2 separate regions of the Mus musculus genome follow, and region 1 is linked to region 2. The links are chromatin contacts, called in public HiChIP or PLAC-seq maps. All regions are on one chromosome and are shown on one strand. The core of a region is the stretch at or near the end of the contact, and the rest is flanking DNA. Distances in the headings are between cores, read along the strand shown. Region 1 overlaps Cdh13 (cadherin 13). Region 2 has its middle 27 kb from the start of Sdr42e1.

Region 1 (6,534 bases), core at 2,514-5,013, 1.2 Mb before region 2:
TTCCCTCACTTCCAGACTTTGAAATCCGCACAGCTGCGTAATACAGTTTTAACCATTTCATCGTCAAGTGTAAAATAACTGTAGGATCACATGTAATTGTAAGAAATCTCATTTACTCAAATTTCCCTAAGAGTACTATCTTGTCACCCAGTGGGCAGCAGGATGCTGTCTTTTAAACACTAGCATTGCTGGATGGCTGGTGTTTTGTTGTCCAGCGTTCTCTGGAGTGCCGCTCATACGTGTGAGCTTCTGACATCTGTCTATTTATTGCTTTATGACAGGTACATATTTGTGTATCCATCAACACAATCAAGCTATAAATAGTTCTATCTGCTATCACCATCAGGAAAACTATTTTTCTTTTAAGACAAAGTTTCTCAGTGTAGCCCTGGTTGTCTTAAAGTTCACTTTGTAGACCAGGGTGACCTTGTACCGACAGAGATGCCTGCCTCTGCCTCCTGAGTGGTATGCCCCACCACTGTTTGCCCATCAGGAGATTTTTAGTGTGTATATGTGTGTGTGTGTGTGTGTGTGTGTGTGTGTGTGTGTGTGTGTGTGTGTGTGTGCCAACTGGGGTGGGGGCAGATGGGCCATGTGTAACATGTTGGGAGGTGAGAGGAGCATCTTGAATGTTGGTTCCAGTTTCCCAGGGTCTCCGATTGTTCAGCACTGTGTATGTCAGGCTTGCTGACTCACAAGCTTCCCAGAACTCCCCTGTCTCCATGTGCCATCTTGTGACAGGGGCACTGGGATGACAGATGCAGTCAACTGTCCAGGCTTACCGTGTACTCTGAGGGTGTAAGCTCAGTTCCTTATGCTTACACAGCACACACTCTTAGTCACTGGGCCACCTCCTCAGCCTGCCTCCAGGATTGCCTAGATTCACTTTTCATATCCACACTCTCCCCTCACCCAGACCACCTCTCTTTTCATAGCCTCCTATTGGCAATCACTAATTTCTCCTCCGTTTCCATCATCTCGCCATTTAGAGGACTTCAGGTGAAGGGGATCTGGTGGTGTCCCGAAGATTCTCCCAAGTTGCCACACTCAAAGCAAAACTGGGCATGGTGCTAGATAGCTGTCATCCCAGAAAGAGGAGGTAGAAGGATCAGGGGTTCAAAACCAGTTTGAGCTACGCTGGGAGCTTGAGGCTAGCCTGGGCTAAATGTGACACTCTGTGGCAAACCAGATACCAATTGAAACCAAAGAGCTACCTGGTTGTGTCCTGTGGGTATTTTCCTGGGCTCTCTGTCTAGCCTCATGGATCTGTGTTTGTCCCTCTGTTGCACAACACTGTCTTGACCTTGTTACCATGACGCCATTACAGTGAGAACCCTGATGTGATCTGCTTCTGGGTTGCTTAGCTATCCCAGGTCTGTACTTTTTCATACACAGTTTAGAATAAGCTTGCCTACAGAGATCCTCGCTGAGATTTTAGCAGGAATGACAGTGAGTATAAATGTCCCCTTTTTTGTGTATGACATCACAGGCACGTTACTTATCCTTACTGAACGTCTCTTTGTAAACAGCTTCTCAAATTTGAAACAGGAACCCCACCTTTGAACAACCATTCCCACGATGTCCGGCGCGTGACTATCTTAGTTGTACACTGTGAACAAAGCTACTGCGAACATGTCCCTGAGAGGGCAAAGGTACTCTGCATTTGGAGTTGTTCTTTAGGGCAAATCCTCAAAGTTGGAGGGAAGACTCAAACACTGAGAAGGGTTCATCTTCTTATGGTTATTCTTCTTCAGTCAGCCTTACACAGATTTTGCTATCTGTATGTGAAAAAGACTACCACCATTAGCTTGAAATTCCAGTGAGGCACGATGTGGTATATCAGGGAGGGAGGGAGACTGTCAGTGATGGCAAGGGAGGCTACAGAGACAAGAGTTTTGCAGCTTCCATGCTTTCTGCAAACGACAATGGCTGTGTTGGTGGTGGCTGGCCTGATGCTGTTACTGCCACAAACCTGCTCTCAGGTACTCCCCCCCCCTCCCCCTGTATCCAACTTGAGAAGGTGGCTAAGTGGAGCCCACTTCTATCTTCAAGCCAGTTATTTGCTACTAAACTGCTTTTCCTTAAAGTTCCTTTTCATCCAAAAGAAAAGAAGATTTAGTTAAGTCATTTTCTTTTTATCCAAGAAAAGCAAAGGGCACGGATTGACCAGCCCCATCGAGCTGCCTTTTGTTTTGACGATGACGGGAATGGCTGTCATCTGAGGGAGCCCTGAATGGAGTGAGAAATATCCATCGTCAGCGCGGGATAGCTCAGGCTGCTGGGAGACCTGACACGGTTCCATTTGTGTTTCCATCCTTCCTAATCAAGTTTCTGCCTCTTCCTGTAATGGAAGTCACATTCCGGGGAGAGAAAAGAAAACAAAGCCTCTGCCTCTAAAAACTGTGCTGGGCTGGGCCCTTAATAGTGAGCGTGAGAACAGAAAGCTCAGGCTCCCCAGATCGCTGTGTGAGGACGGGAGAGGAGTGGTGAGCCCTGCTGGCCTCATCTCAGCCATCTTAGTGTGGACTGAGCTTGTGGCTCTGTGGCAGGGTTCTTGTTTGACAGTCCCTTTGGACTCCATGGGAGACGAAGCAAACAGAAGGGACAGCATCAGCACTGTGGGGCAGACAGCTTCCCAGGGGCCTTGCTTTATATTTTGACACTGACTTCTGTAATCCAAGCAGCCTGTGTGTCAGCCTCACTTTCCAAAGATGGAGGCGGAACCTTAACTAGTAGAGCAGGGTTTTCAGGCAAAGCTGTCCATCAGATCTGAGACCTGCTGGACCTCAGGCTGAATGCTTCCCTTTGGCCCTCCCCGGTTCTGGTGTGGGGGCCGACCCTGATCTAAGCTAGAGGGGCAGATCTAACACTAAATCGATGCTGTGATGTAAAAGAGAGCACGGATATGCTCTGCGTGTGAGCAGCACTCTTGCACACGTGGACTGCTCGGAGTGAGGGGCAGGGCCTGTCTGCTTTGCCTTGAAACACAGTGCCTGTGCTTTCCCATCCTACAGAGAACACAGGCTCTACATGGAAAGAGTGGGCTTCCCTCCCAGTTCAGAGGAGGGGAATCAAGCCCTCTGTGCATCATCCATTGGAGGTGGGGTTCAGAGCATCGGGCTCAAGCTTCAGGTTCAAGTTCTTATTCATACCTCGATTATCCACTTTCGGAGAAACCGTCACTAAATCTCTCTAAGCCTCAGCTCTCTCTGATGTGAGGAGGGCCTGGTACCCACAGGAGACTTGCTAGGGGGACTAGGGTGAGCAGTGCAAGGGGAGAGCTGCCATTGAGGACACCCTGTCACCTGCCATTCAGCACAGGTTCTGCACCTCCCTGGATGCTGGCAATACTGTTCGCAGTATTATCTGCAGATGCACACACCCTCACTCCGCCGGGGGGGGGGGGGGGGGGGAGCCAGACAGCCACAGAGTGCCTGCTGTCTCTCTCTCTCTCTTCCTCCTGATCCTCTCCCTCCTCACCCCCTCCCTATTTCTTCCCCACCCCATGACAGGGGCTCAGATGATCTCTAGTTCTCATTCTCCTGTCTCAGCATCCCCCAAGCACTTGGATTTCATGCATATACTAGCACACCAGCGTCTTTCTTCAGTTTCACTGAAGTGGTTTCTGTGGTTTGGGGATGAAGACAATTATACCATGGAAACTGCAAATAAAACCACATCCCCACCTCTGAGATACGCTTGCCTGTGAGTCATGTGTAACAATTGTTCCCCTCAGATCCCTGGGCACGTGCCTGGGCATGCCTCCTTGATATACACAGCTCAGGCTACCTAAAGTAAGGGAACAGTCAGCCCCCACGCCCAACTCCCTGAATCTAAGACTGCAGGAGGCTTCGTGACCACACACACACACACACACACACACACACACACACACACACACACACACACTTGCAGCTCAACCCTCCCCCTTAGAGATAGCAGCGTGGAGTCGCTAGTTCTACGCTCACGAAGGTGGCTGTGGCTAAGGAGACCTTGATCCTGTTCCTTTGCGCCACCCGGATTTATGTTTCTTCTTTGGACTCAGCTCTGGGGAAATTACTTTTCTCCAAGTGTGATGTCTCTTTTATGTGGGAGATGGGCGGGGACTGGGGGAAGCAGCATCCGTTACCTATCATCCTGTGATAACATCTAGAAGTGAGAAAACACACACTGGCATCATTCAGAGAACCCTTCCAAAGGTGGCAACTCCTCAGCTCAGGGCTGACATCCCTTGTCCCTTTATTTGCCCGGCCCCAATCCTCTATAGAGACGATTTCACCATGGCTCCTAACACGTAGCAGACATGGCTGGATGGACTGTCAGTGTTGAAGAATACCACTGTGCATGTGAGGCAGCCACTCTGCATTTGTGAATGCTAATCCCCAAGATCAGACTCTGAGGAGACTCTCTGGGAGGGCAGAAGGCAGAGAAGTTTCTAGAAAGAGTGCCCAGCAGCAGGATACAGGTCATGCCTGGCGACCCATGAACTTTCCTTTGGGTCCATCCTCATGTCTCCTCACTGTCCTCACACTGTCCTCACACTGTCCTCACACTGTCCCCTCACTGTCCTCACACTGTCCCCTTTCACCCCACCCCTCATCATGTTCCCCTCAACTCCCACCATCAGATAAACCTAAGACATGAGCAGTGGCATTCTTACGTTGATTTTGCCCACTGGGGAAATTGAGGCACAGAGGTTAAGGATTTGGTCCAAGCTCTTATAAATTTGCATCATCAGCAGCTGACAGAGAAAATAACAAACTTCTTGAAGTTGATGTGCACAGCAGCAGCTCTGGTTACCTACACATGATCAGCACAAGAAACAGTTAACACTGCAGCAGGCATGGGTGGGGGGAGGGGTTGGAGTTCCACTCTTGGCTGTGGATCTATTGGCAGCTTATAGCACCTGAGGGAGGGAATCGCCTTCTTTTCTGGATATGACCACTGGTAGGTTCCTCATGGCCCAGTATGAGCCACACATTTAATCTTTAAAATTTATGTGTATTTGTGGATGCAGTTGTGCATGTGTGTGTAATACCTACAGAGGTTAGAAGAGGGTGTCAGATCCCCTAGAGCTGGAGTCACAGGCAGTCGTGAGCCACCCAGTGTGGGTACTGAGAGTACCTACATTGCTGCAAGAACAATAAGTGTCTCTCAACTGCTGAGCCGCCTCTCCAGATCCTGACTCAGGGGGTTCTTAACAATAGAAAGAAATAAATAAAAAGAGTACCTAGCATGACTTTGGTAGGGAACTGGGATGGGGACACTTACTGGGTATTGTCAGGAGGTGACATATATGGTCAATGTGCATTATATAAATGCATGAAATGCAAAGAATAAAAAATGTTATTAAAAAGCCAACTCACGTGATAGATTATGTTGCTTACACAGGGGGCTGAGCCCTGACAAGCAGTCACATCTTATGACCCTTCCTTAAGCGGTATGAGGTAGAATCTTGTTTCTATCTTCCAAGTCCAAACCCAAGGCTTAGGCAGGCTAAGAGACTCCCCAGCGGACACTTAGATATGCGTGTCCTTTGAACTTTTGTCCTAAGTCACTACATTAAATAGTCAGATCGACGGTCTACAAGAATTTAACCAAATAAGCATATCTCTAGCCCAAAGCCTGCCCTCTAGGTGACCAAAACGAGCAAGCCGAGAAATGGTCAAGCCGCTTGTTCTGGCCAACTTAGTAAATTACACAGGAACAAAGGGGGATTCAATCAATTGCTTAGCAATTAGCCATTATGAAAAGATACAGAGAAAAATCCAATGGGCTGTTTGGTGGAGCAGGAAGCATTTTAAATGTCACCACAGTGAGAGAAATATTTGAAGATCTGTCTTCATAATGGTTAACTAATTGCAATCTTCAAATTTTATTGCCTTGGAAAAATAACTCAATTCCAGAGATAGAACATTAACACTTGGGGACATTTCTCTCTTTTCTTTGTTAGCATGGAAGAGAAGTACATAAGTGGATGAATCTCAGTAATTTAAAGGGACTGCTTCCCAACTAATGATCAGGAACCCCATGGGCAGCATTGACTGTCAGTGACCATGTTACTACCCAGCAACCTGCGGCAACTTGTGGTAGGTGTTTCTGTCATAGGGAATCGCAATGGCAAAGAGACATTGGGATCTCTCTCTCCAAATGCCAAGTTCTGTTTAATGAAATTCCAGTGCTGCATAGACAGCTACACCCTGGCAGAACCATGGAGACTGGTAACTACACATTTACATAGTAAGCCCCGCCCCCTTCTTGTACTAGTCCTGCCTGTTGAGTGAGGATAGCAAGAGACAAGTCCAACTGTTCTCATTTTTCACCCACAGGGGAATGAACTTCAGGACAAATGGAACCTAGTGGCTTCAGGAATGGGTGTTTGTCAAACCGTCTCCCCGGGGCAAAGTCTGACGTAGCTGGTGATGAAGAGGTTCTTGCCTGGATAGTCAAGGGCTAGGAGGATGCTGTTTGTGACCACACAGGGAAAAAAATCCCATTGATGGTGGAATGGAATTCAGCCAAAGAAGACTACAA
Region 2 (6,830 bases), core at 2,696-5,195:
GACTTTGTGTCTGCTTGAAATAGAATTCTGTCTTGGTTAGGTGTTTACTGCTGTGAACAGGCTCCATGACCAAGACAACTCTTATAAAGACAACATTTAATTGGGGCTGGCTTACGTTTTCATAGGTTCAGTCCATTATCATCAAGACGGATGTGTGGCAACATCCAGGCAGGCATGGTGCAGGAGGAACTAAGAGTTCTACATCTTTATCTGGAGGGTGGTAGGAGAAGACTGGCTCCCATGTGGCTAGGATAAAGAGCTTAAAGGCCACGCCCACAGTGACCCACTTCCTCTAACAAGGCCACACCTCCAAATAGTGGGCCAAGCGTATTCAAACCACCACCACAGATTACTTCTCTGATTTACTTAACTCCATGAACGCGTAGGCTAGCTGCTGCGTTTTATATGTCAGTTCTGAGTTCTGTGACCCATCTATCAGTTCTAATAGTCTCTTGGTAGAGTCTTTAGTGGACTTTCATCATTTGGAAACAAGAATAATCCCCCTTCTCCCTTCCTACTCATCCCCGCGGTATCCTTTCTCTTGCCTACTTGCTCCAATAAGATTCTCGCCATGTATTGGTGAGAGTGACAGGAGTGGACACCCTTAGCTTGTTCATGATCTTATAAAAAATACTTCCTTTTCCTCGTTTGTAAGACATAAACTATGACCTTGTCACAGAAGCCTTTACTATATTGACGTGTGATCTTTTTACACCAAATTTGTTCAAGACTTTTACAATGAAGGGAAGTTGGATTTAATGAAATGTTCTTTTGACATCTCTGGCGAAGATCATGTGGGTTTTTTTTTTCCCTTGACTGTTTATTCTTATGTATTACATTTATTGATTTGAGTGTCTTGAACCTCTTTGTATTCCTGGAATTAAGCCAATACGATTACGGTGTGTGATCTTTCTATTGTGCAGATGAATTTAATCTGCAAATATTTTCTTGAAGACTTTTGCCCCTTGATCATTAGAGGTTTTCTTTTGGTTGTTGCCCTTGTCCAGGTTTGGTGGGCATCGTGTTGTCTTATTTTCTGTATGTTTTACATTTCCACATTAGGGTTTATGTGTCTGTTGGAATGACTCCATCTTCCCCTGTGTGTAAAGACTTTCTCAATAAGCAGCTTTTTCCTTGTGGTGTGAAGTGTGGTGTCGATTCCTGTGTCATAATGATAAGTATGTTCCCAGCTGAGCCCTGTAGGGGATCCTTCTCTGTAGCCCCTTTAGCTGGATTTGAGGACCATGTACATCAAATCCACGACAAAGACCCACTGTCTGCAGGTCTTAACAATCATTCAAAGTGGTGTGGCATAGACAACAGAGCATAAGGTTTGTGTTCTATGTAGTTGTCAAATAGTGGGAGTGTAGCCTCTATCAGCTGACAGAAGCTTCCTCCGACATCCTGGCAATTAGCTGTGATTTTGAGGCTGGCCATGGTGGTAGACTAAAGCCTTTGTCCTCTAATTAGACTTCAGTCCACATCCAAAAGTTCTATTGGGCAAGTAAACACAGCTCCCTCCTGCAGGACTCATGACCAGGCTTGTCGGCAATGAACACCTTGACAGGCAGTGTGTGCCTGTGCAGGTGACTGACGGGCAGTATCAGGAGACCTGTATTTCTCCTCTCTGCTGCTCCTGTGAGAGTAACCAGACAGGAGTGAGACCTCAAAGCTTTCGTCAATGTGCCTGTCTGGAGACCTGCCCAACAGGGAGTTTTTGTCCCTTATTCTTTGGTTGATTGGTTGGTTGGCTTTAAGACAAGGTCTCACATAGCCCAGGCTGGCCTCAAGCTGGCTTAGGCAGCTGAGGGTGTCCTTGAACTCCCAATCCTACTGCCTCTACCTCCCAAGTGCTGGATCACAGGAGAGCACCACTATACCCTGACCCCTAACCTTTCTCTTTTTTCTCCTTCATTTTTTTAATCTTTTTATTTTTGAGATTATAATACAAGTACATTTCTCCCTTCCCTTCCTTCAAACCCTCCCATGCAACCCCTCCCCACTCTCCTTTAAATCTATGGCCTCTCTTTTATTGTTATTACATCCATATACATATTTATTCTGAACTATGACCTGCTTAGACTGTGCACTGTTATTTGTCTGTTTTCAGGATTGAGTATTTGGCACTGGGCAACCAATCGGCGTGCTCTTCCGCGGGGAAAGTCATGTCTCTCACTCCTAATTTCCTTCAGGTGCCTGTAGCTCTTCATGTACGACTGAGGCCTCTTGGGCTCTCTCCTGTCCCCTTGGGCTTGTCCGTTGGCATAGACCTTGTTCGGCATGCATTTAGACGGTCATGTTGGTGAGACTTTGGGTGTAGCTTCTAATATCACCAGGGGACACAATATCACAGCATATCCCCTGATCCTCTGACTCTGAGTCTTTCTGGGCTTCCCATCCTGATGTTCCGTGAACCTTAGGTGTGGGAGTGTTTTCAAAGATGTGTCCGTTGTGACTGGACTCCACAGTTCTGCATTTCATTTGGTTGTGGTTTTCTGTAGTGTGTATAGCTGGTTGGGGATTTGGGGGAGCGGGGGTGAAGAGCTGGGTATAGCCAGAGTTCCAGTGGATCCCCAGATCTCCCCCAGGGAAGGGATAAGGAGACAAAGGAACCCAAAATTTTGTTCTAGGAAAAGACATGGGTATCAAACAATCTGTTTCCTGCTGTCCTCAGCCCTGGCATGCCTCCAGAGCCACACAGGGCGTTTCATATACCTGGTCTCAGAAGGCTGATTCTCGGTAGCAGCACCCTCCAATTCCTTCCCATGAAGCAGTCTGCACCTCTCAGGTGTTTATGTCCCGGTCACCCCACCTGCCAAGGCAGTACTGCGAAATATCCATGAGTCTAAAACTGAGAAGGTATGGAACATCGTGGCTCAGGAGCAGCACAAATTCAGCCCATAGGACCCACCTCCAGATAGCCCCTGGCTATGGCACCTTAAGGGTTTGTGGAAGATGCAGAGAGACAGACATTCCAGGTCGTTCACCTGTTTAGGATGTGTGTCTGTCTGTAAGGCTCTGGCTTCACCTGAGCAACTTTCTGGAACTCTGTGTCCGCCCCCCCCCCAACCCCACTACTGGAATTTTAGCGCAAAGGTACAAGCTCGGGGGTGGGGGTGGGGTCCTGTGGACTGGGCTCAGCCATCTGTCCATCCCAATATGTCCCAACTAATGAAGGAACAGAACAGGGAAGTTTAACCAATGTGGCCACGTTGAGTAGAACAACTGAGAATGGGGTCCAGTGACACCCCCCTCCCGGCCCCCCAAGCCTATCTTCGGGGAACTGACCTGAACTTTCCGTTTAAATAGTAGACAAACTAGGGCGGGGTGCAAGAGCTGTGCGTGACAAAGCACTGCAGATTGAGGTGTGAGCTGGCTTGCTCTGTACCTCAGTTCTGCCTCTGCAAGGTTGTTGAACGGGTTATCACTGTCCTCTTTGGATGGAGCAAGCTAAAAAACACAAGCTTCTAGGCCCTGCTCCAGGGCACACCTCCCCACCAGCGATATCTGCCCTCTTTTAGAGGGTAGCCTGACATGTGGCTGTTGTTCCTGTAATCCGGGGTGACTTCTGGCTCAGGACTGGAGACCTTAGATGCCTCTGAAACCCTTCCCTGCCCCTCCCCGGGCCCCACCTCTGTGTGTCTAGGTACCTTTGGCCTTGAAGAGAGATAAGATGAGATAGCTCCTACCAGTTGTCTTGTAAACACCACCACCCAGCCAGTAAGTAACCTGTCTTGCACTCAGAGTTAAAAACAGCAATGGTGGGATATAAAATGAAGGCAGAGGTACCGGCCTTTCAACCTGCTGTGACATATATTGCGTGCCCAAATGAGAGAATGTTTTTTAACAGTATAAATTCAGGGCCTAGAGAGATGGCTCAGTGGATAGGAGCACTGTCAGCTCTTACAGAGAAGCCAAGTTTGGTCCCCAACACCAAGGCAACTCACAGCAGTTCTGGGGATCTATTGCCCTCTTCTGGCCTCTATAGGCACTGCATGCATGTGGCATTCCTACATACATGCACACAAAACACTCATACACATATAAAAATTAAAATTGGTATAACTATAAACCAGCTTTGAGGGGAGAAGACCTATTTTGTATATTTATAGTAGAATGCACTAAGAAACCCTAAATTCTGGATTGCAATAGTATTCAGCCATCACTGTGTGTAGAATTTCCCTTGCTAAAGAAAGTGTTACCTTTGTCAGTGATTCTCTGAGGTTGCCAGCAACTAGACCGACTGGCTGGTTGGAGAGTGGGTCTTCTGATGTGGGGCAGTCTAAAAGGATGTACTTCATGAAACACAGATAAATACGAGGAAAGACACAGGGTGAAACCCAGGCGCCCAGTTTCTGACTGTATCTATAACAAACAAAGAATAACAGCCATCTATCAGACTGTGACCATTTGGGCAAATTCCTCCCATAAGCAGCCATTTTGCAGAAGAATAAATATTGATACAGATTGTGTCACACAATGCTACATTGATAAAACTCCCAGTATCAACACTGAGGTCATAGCAAGATTGCTCATAGGTGCTATATATAGTTCAGCCAGCAACCCAGAGAGCATTTCCATGTTTTTTTTTTTTAAGACATTTTCAATGCATTCGAGTGGACGTTTGTGTTTTAGTAAAGTAGGCACTCCTAACTCCCAAAGCACTATTTGTTTTCGTTTCTTAATGGTAAATATTTTGTTTTTCCGTTTCCTCGGAGCTGAGCATGTAATTTGAATGTCGGTCTCTAGGTAGCTCTTCCTTCCAATGGCTGTCCCTGGAAAAATCAACGTGACAGCTCTAAGCAACACACTGTCTTTCCCATTGTGCTGATGGCTCTCGTTATTCTGCTAATTTAGGAAGTGCAGTTTTGTTGAGGGCCAGCCCTGGTAAGGATGGAGATCACGCCTCGCAGAAGTCCTGTTCCCGGCAGGTCTCTGAGGGCTCCACGGTGTGAGTGTTTTGCTTTGTGATTTAATACATGCTCCACTTTGGAGCAGGTTCCATGTGCTACTTAAAAGAATCCCCACTCTGCGGCTGCTGGATAGAGTGTTCTATGCATTTCGGTTGAGTGCTTTGACCTATAGAATAATTTATGCTTCTTTGTTGCTCTTTTGAAAGGGTTTGAATAGTGAATCCATTAGTAAGGATAGGATGTAAATGCCCAAGTATCATTTACGGGAGCTTGTCTGTAGGTCTACCTGTGTTTATACATACATACATACATACATACATACATACATACATACTACATACATATAATCTTAGATCTTAGGCTGGAGTGTTGGCTCAGCCATTGAGAACACATTATCCTTCTTGCAGAGGACTGAAATTCAGTGTACAGCATCCACATTGGGCCACTCACAAGCACCTGTAACTCCAGCTTAGGGGACCCAACGCCCTCTTCTGGCCTCTGGGGACACTGCACACACATACACACATACAGACACACTCATACAGAGACACAGAGACCGACAGACAGACAGACACACACACACACTTTAAAATCAAATCATTTTAACATTGAGTTATCCATAGTCTTGTAATGCTATCCTGTTGGTTTGCTCTCTTGACCACAACTCAGTGACCATCTTTTCCTGTCTCACTGTCTGTCTGAAAGTCTGCTCTGTCAGTTGTGAGCACAACTACTCAACTACAATTGATTTTGATTTTGAATTCTTTTTTTTTTTTGTCCTCTCAGCACAGTGTTGGGTCATAACCCTTTCAGCCAGTCTGTGCATACATATTGTAAATGAGCAACTGGGACCATTTACACTCAAGTTATTGGTGGAAAATAGGGACTTATTCCTGTGATTTTTAAAAAATTACCTCATTTGAGATACTCTTTTATTTTGATTGGTTGTTTGTTTGGTTGGTTGGTTGGTTTGCTCTTTTTTGTTATTTATTTTTCATTAGATATTTTCTTTATATACATTTCAAATGCTATCTCGAAAGTTCCCTATATCCTCCCTCCACCCTGCTCCCCTACCCACCCACTCCCCCTGCTTGGCCCTGGCATTTCCCTGTACTGAGGCATATAAAGTTTGCAATACCAAGGGGCCTCTCTTCCCAATGATGGCCAACTAGGCCATCTTCTGCTACATATGCAGCTAGAGATATGAGCTCTGGGGGTACTGGTTAGTTCATTGTTGTTCCACCTATAGGGTTGCAGACCCCTTTAGCTCCTTGGGTACTTTCCCTAGCATCTCCATTGGGGGCCCTGTGTTCCATCCAATAGGTGACTGTGAGCATCCACTTCTGTATTTGCCATATGAGACAGCTATATCAGGGTCCCTTCAGCAAAAATCTTTCTGGCATATGCAATAGTGGGTTGGTTTACTCTTTATGGCTTGATGGTCTAGTGTATTGTTCGTGTTTGATTATTCTCTGCTCTCACCTGTGTTCTCTACTCCAGTTAGACTAGTGTCTTTACTGTATCTTCATGCTCTTTCTCTTTCATCCATGTCTACATGACAGAGTCCCTTACGCATGGTTTCTAAGGTCTTGAACCCGCTCAGTTGGTGCTCACCTTGGAACTTCTTGGAAGCTCTGCTTTTGTCCCTTGGTTCTGAAAAACATCTTTCTGAATGTTGCTCCAAGGTCTTCAATTCTCTTAGTGTCCCTCTACCTTGAACCGACTTTAGAATAGACTTTCTTCTGTTCTTAAGATAGACTTTCTGGCTATGTCAACCTTGATTGGCAATTAGTTTTCATTTAACTTTATTTTCACAATAAAAAACAGCATCCTCTATTTCCTAGCCTATAGTGTCCCTGCTGAGAAGCCTGCTGGCAGTCAAACAGGAGTGCCCTTAAAGTGACTTGCCACGTTACT

Evidence for each region. HiChIP or PLAC-seq counts read pairs in DNA pulled down with a chosen protein or histone mark.
Region 1: a contact with region 2 is called in an H3K27ac HiChIP or PLAC-seq map of extraembryonic endoderm stem cells, with 11 times the contacts expected there. The contact joins two enhancer-like sites. A contact is called at or near these places in 1 of 115 datasets of contacts at active chromatin or transcription factors (extraembryonic endoderm stem cells) and 1 of 9 other capture datasets (embryonic stem cells).

Annotation. Positions count from the first base shown.
Region 1 is chr8:118,827,665-118,834,198 of GRCm38.p6, reverse strand. The region is part of intron 4 of Cdh13 (cadherin 13); the gene reads right to left. Among named protein-coding and RNA genes, the nearest start is that of Gm31893, 230 kb to the left of the region's middle. Within about 2 kb of position 3,763, at least 34 of the 459 cell types and tissues checked have an H3K27ac peak or open chromatin away from gene starts, as enhancers often do. A contact at or near this core is called in extraembryonic endoderm stem cells, where this site is marked.
Region 2 is chr8:117,643,341-117,650,170 of GRCm38.p6, reverse strand. No RefSeq gene overlaps it. Among named protein-coding and RNA genes, the nearest start is that of Sdr42e1, 27 kb to the left of the region's middle. Within about 2 kb of position 3,945, at least 27 of the 459 cell types and tissues checked have an H3K27ac peak or open chromatin away from gene starts, as enhancers often do. A contact at or near this core is called in extraembryonic endoderm stem cells, where this site is marked.